Linked DNA regions of Mus musculus: region 1 is linked to region 2. Evidence: chromatin contacts called from public HiChIP or PLAC-seq data. All regions are on one chromosome and are shown on one strand. The core of a region is the stretch at or near the end of the contact, and the rest is flanking DNA. Distances in the headings are between cores, read along the strand shown. Region 1 has its middle 26 kb from the start of Trp53bp2. Region 2 overlaps Dnah14 (dynein, axonemal, heavy chain 14).

Region 1 (2,700 bases), core at 73-2,572, 760 kb after region 2:
CCTAAACACAGTACCCTGATGGAGAGAGCACCATGACAGGCAGTAGACGTCACCCAAGTTCCTATGAAGCCCAATGAAGACGCTCTTTTTGTCAGAAAATGCTTCTTCAATGGCTACGCTTTCTGATGAGCTGAGGGAAGCTCTTGGGTCTTGGATGGGGCTACAGGATATGGGCCGCTTTTGTCTCCTTGCACCAATCTCCCAACCCAGCACAGACCTCTGACACTTGTGTCCCTTTTTGCCAAACCGAAACACTTCATTTTGGAGGGAAGAAGAGAAGAAGGAGCTAAGATTCAGAAAGCTAAGGAGACTTTCTAGAAGTCCTCTGCCCTGAGTCTGTAAAAGCAGAGGACGGTCTCAGGGCGAGGGATCTGTGGCAATGGAAGTACCTGCAAGGTGGGCAGGAAGGTCCGGAGATGCAGCTCACAGTGGCTACCTTAAGTCACCCATACTCTTGTGAGTGACCCCTGTAAGCTCAATGATCCACCTAGACTTGGGAGGAATTGCGTCTTCAGTCTGTTACCCATGCCCTACCACAGAGATTCGTTCACGTCGTCCCAGGGAAAGTCACAACAGACACATTCTTCCTTCCCATGGCTTTGCCATCACTGATCAATGTCACAATCAAAGACGACGATTTCTGTTAGCCTGGCAGATGACAGAGTCAAAATGTTCAGGATTGGAGGAGCAGATCATTGTCTCAGCTGCTTCTCGTGATCAATTCAAGGGCTTCTGCTTTGAGATTTTTCAAGTTGGCTAGTCAGGCACTTATCATGTTGGGAAATCAACCAGATCCCTTTTCTCCATGGCCCTGGCTGTTACCTGCAGCTTCAGTATAACAGGGGAAGTTATATGGATGGAACATTCTGGAGCTGTAGACTCCTGTAGCACACCACATGTTCCGTTCTGCCGTTTTCCAATTTCTCTTTTCACAGAAGGAACATGGAATGGGTTGGGATATTCCCTTGATCACGGCTTCCAATGTGAATCATCAGCTGTTAGCTTCTGAAACTTCTTTCCCATCATGCCAGGTTTCGGGTGTGGGCCTGTTCCTGTGTATGTGTGCCTGTGTGTGTGTGCACATGTGCAGATGCATATATGTGTCTGTGTGTGTGTTTGTGTGTGTGTTCTTACAAAACTTTATATAAGCCACACAGCAGAGCTCTCCTTTCAAATCCTTACAAGCACCAGAGACTGAGCTTGTGACTTGAGGACAGTGAGGCAGGCGGTCTTTCAAGTCGAAATCCCAGAGGGTGGAAGCAGACACCACTCAGGGCAAATGAAGCCTTCAGGGTTGTTGTTAGGTTGGCACAGGGTGTGGACCAGGCAGGATGAGTCATCTTAGGAAACGTAATACTGGGTGGAGCTGGGCGGCAGCGTCACACTTCGTGCTCTCGTTTTATAATTATCTTGGTATTGATCCACAAGGGTTGCAGCAAACCTCATGGCTGTTCTTCCCGTAAACAAGCATAGAGCCCCCATGCTATCATGAGGGTAGGAGAATAGGTCTGTTGACCGAGAGGGAAGAATGCTGCCCTGGGCTCTGATGCCCATTGTTCTTCAGCTGTGAGCCCCCAAGTAGGTCAGGATTAAACAGTAGGGGACAGTGGGATTTGCAGTTAATCAGACTGGGTTTTAATTACAGCTCCTCCATTTTCCATTTACTTAGCTCAGGTTACTTTGCTTTGTAAGACTTTGGGGTTTTCCTCCCCCTCTGTAAAATGGACATAAAACTACTTCATGGAACTGTGAGAATTTATTATTAACATAAAATGATATTATGCACGTGTTTGATAATTCCCAAGCGGCCAGTAACCGAAGCCGGTGCTACTTGGAAGACTGAGTGGCCTTGCTAGTTTTCAGAGGGCTAGCAGCTCTGACAAGTCTTGAGGCCCCCTTTTTCAGCTCTGCCTTTTGGAGTCTTGGGTCCTGAATGTGTTTTCACTTTGATGCTATGCATTTTATCCTAAGACTGTAGCACCACTGCGAATGCAGAAAACATGGCTCTGTGCTCTTGTTGCTGTTGTGCAGAAGGGAGTATAGGGTAGGCCATGCACATTCCTACAAGACAGGGAGGTTGGCTTTAGTTCTAGTAGACTGAACACATTAGCTGTGAGCAATGTCACCAGTCATGGGACATGGATGCCTCTGGGTAGAGGACTGTCTTAGTCAGGGTTTCTATTCCTGCATGAACATCATGACCAAGAAGCAAGTTGGGGAGGAAAGGGTTTATTCAGCTTACACTTCCACACTGCTGTTCATCACTGAAGGAAGTCAGGACTGGAACTTAAGCAGGTCAGGAAGCAGGAGCTGATGCAGAGGCCATGGAGGGGTGTTAACTACTGGCTTGCTTTCCCTGGCTTGCTCAGCTTGCTCTCTTATAGAACCAAGACTACCAGCCCAGAGATGGCACCACCCTCAATGAGCCCTCCCACCCTTGATCACTAATTGAGAAAATGCCTTACAGCTGGATCTCATGGAGGCGTTGTCTCAACGGAAGGTCCTTTCTCTGTGATAACTCCAGCCTGTGTCAAGTTGACACACAAGACCAGCCAGTACAAGGACCTGAGTCTATGACCACCAAACACAAGTCTCCATTAGGCCTATGTGGGTATAAGATATTTTAAGAACTGTAGATTAAAGATGTCAATCAACTGATGATGGATAACGACAGTGTGGTACCCAGATGCAATGGAGTTT
Region 2 (2,700 bases), core at 161-2,660:
GGGACTGTGTGAGGAGAAAGTCGGACGACAGGCAGTGAGCTAGATGGTTGGTCTCTCTAGGACATAGTTCAAAATAATACCTTGATTACAAATTAAATATCTGAGTAACCTTTGCATGAAAGTCATGTTATCTATTTTTCTTAGTCTTGTTTCCAACATATGGCAATATTTAATTCCAGTTCTAAACAGAATGAATTGTACAAAGACCATCATTTGACAGTAACCATCAGCTTGCCCAACAATGCAGATAAAAGCTTTTAGTAAGGCTTCTATTTCCAGGTGGAACATGCTAACCATCTTGACGTTTTCATTCACAGATTGTGACTCTGCTGACTATTATTGGTAATTCAGTGGGCTTGGTTAGCGACTACAGCTGCAGGTTTCTGAAATATTGTTACATAGTAGAAAAGGCCAAAGTCATGACTACAAAACTGCCATTCATGACGAACTTGACATCCATCGAGTTTAAAAGAATAATACATAAATTCAGAAGCTACCTAAAGCAAATCGTGACCATGACTATTGAGATACGTATTGGAATTTTTTATGTGAATAGTCTGGATTATCAATTAGCATGCTTACCATATGTTGATGGCATCATACAAATGAGCTACAACCTGTTACAATGTACCATTGAGGAAAAAAGTGCAAATCTATTAGAAGTAAGTCTTTATTTTTTTCCTCTTTTTTGTTGAATTAATTATTAATGAATCCCAGCTTGAAGGGGGGGGGGTCACTTCCCACCTCAAACATTTATGTTCCCAAGTGAGACACACATACACAGCCTTTATATTTTTATATGCCTTAAGCAGCACAATAGCTGGCCTCCACGCTGCGAGAACCTGCCCCAACCTGCAGGACTTGTTTAAACAACAGGATTCTCGAGGGAAGGGAGCTACAACAACAAATTTTGGGATTAGAAGACACAAAAGAAGGATGCAAGACAAAAATTCTGTTCAAGCCTCGTTTACTCAGGGGAGATGGGGGGCTTTTTAAAGCTGAAAACCGCAAACAGAATTTGCTCAGGTACACAGGCCAAACCACAGTGCTAGGTAACACACTAAGGTCAAAGGAATGTCCCCATTGTAAAAGGTCCAGAAAGGAGTGCCCTCATTGTAAAGGGAAAGGAATGCCCCACATTGTAAATGTCCTGAGTCAATTACAAAACGGAAGCAAGATAGTGGAAGAAGCAAAAGAGTGTTAGATAATGGCCCTGGAACAAGATTCCAGAGGCTTCTGGGGCCCCAACAAGAACCTACCTCTGCCAGTAATTCCTAGTTACCACTTATTAATTCTTATGTTCCATCTTGGTTACTCTTCACTCCAATTAGACATCTGGGTGCTCTCCTTGCTTCTCTACCCCATGGCAGACTCTGTCTCTCCTCCCTCCACACTCTCCTAAGCCATCTCCCCTTCCTCTCCTCCCGTCCCAAGCCCAGGAAACGCCAAGCTCTCGCCTCTGTCTGTCCTCCCCAGCTCTCAGCTGCTGCTTTCTTTATTTACCAGTCAGAGCTAACTGAGGGCAGGTTCCCAGAAGCTATGTGCAGACCCTATCGTGCAAACAGTTTTTTGGGGGAGCATAGTTAGCATTCATAATACAAGCAGGTACACCTTTTCATAAGAAAATTTCAGATTAGATTATAACTTGATGATATACAATCAAAAATACATATAAGTATTATACTCAGAAAATCCCAAAGTACTGTGATTACATTTGTTTTTGTGTTTAGTCTTTATCTGTGTATAAGTGCATTTCTGTATGTGAATGTGACACATACATTTGCCATAACATGTGGAGGTCAAAAGGCAAACTTCAGGAGTTGTTTGACACAGTGTCTCTTGTTTGTATCACATAAACCAGATTAGAGGCCCTTGGGCTTCCAGAAATTCTTCTCCACTTGATTTGGCCGTAGGACTCCTGGGATTATAGACATGCATGCTCTTGTGTAGTTTATGGAGATGCAAACTTTGGTCCTCACACTTGCAAGTACTTTACCCAACTCAGTCCCTCCTCAGCACTTACATGTGTGTTTTATTAAATATCACTTCCTTTAGAACTTTCTGTAACTACGTGGAAGACTGCGCCCCATGTCACTGCCCATCTCTTTTTTTTTTTTTTTTTTTTTTTTTTTTTGGCTTTATAACGCACATCATTGTCTGACATCATTGTTCCCCATAGACTCACTAGGCTATGGCTTGTCTGCTTTGTAGAACAAATATGGATCCCAGTATCCTAGCTGTTGCCTGTACCAGCATCCTCCCATAGTACCCAAGACAGGTTTCAAGACCAGAGTTTATGATAACAGCTATCATTTTTTTTTCTTTATCCAGCCAGACTTCCAATACTTCTTAAACCCAAAGTTACAAGCTGCCCATCGACTGTGCCTCTGCAGTATAACTGTGAGAGGATAGCAGCATTCTCACACATACCAAGTCTAATGTTGCATCAAACCTTATCCAAAGTAGCGAACAGAGCTTGAGTGGGCCAGGAATAATTTTCAAGAAAGATGTTAATTGCAAAAGGAGAAGCGCCAGTGGCGTGGAAGCGGAGTTGACAGGCAGGATATTGCAGGCAGGAGTTAATGTAGCTAGATTCAGTTGCACATGACTCCCACGTGCAACAGCAACAGCAACAGAGCTGTCGCCTACACAAGTTAGAACTAATTTCTCTTGTGGGAAGTAGTAGTGCCCACATAGTGA

The links. HiChIP or PLAC-seq counts read pairs in DNA pulled down with a chosen protein or histone mark.
Region 1: a FOXA1 HiChIP or PLAC-seq map of pancreatic cancer cells shows a contact between it and region 2. The contact joins two enhancer-like sites. A contact is called at or near these places in 1 of 115 datasets of contacts at active chromatin or transcription factors (pancreatic cancer cells) and 1 of 9 other capture datasets (embryonic stem cells).

What each region holds. Positions count from the first base shown.
Region 1 is chr1:182,381,904-182,384,603 of GRCm38.p6, forward strand. No RefSeq gene overlaps it. Among named protein-coding and RNA genes, the nearest start is that of Trp53bp2, 26 kb to the right of the region's middle. Within about 2 kb of position 1,323, at least 52 of the 459 cell types and tissues checked have an H3K27ac peak or open chromatin away from gene starts, as enhancers often do. A contact at or near this core is called in pancreatic cancer cells, where this site is marked.
Region 2 is chr1:181,622,376-181,625,075 of GRCm38.p6, forward strand. It overlaps Dnah14 (dynein, axonemal, heavy chain 14), which reads left to right. Exons shown (of 87, transcript NM_001377039.1): 18 at 318-662. The region is part of intron 2 of Gm33612 (a long non-coding RNA gene); the gene reads right to left. Among named protein-coding and RNA genes, the nearest start is that of Gm33612, 3.5 kb to the right of the region's middle. Within about 2 kb of position 1,411, at least 36 of the 459 cell types and tissues checked have an H3K27ac peak or open chromatin away from gene starts, as enhancers often do. A contact at or near this core is called in pancreatic cancer cells, where this site is marked.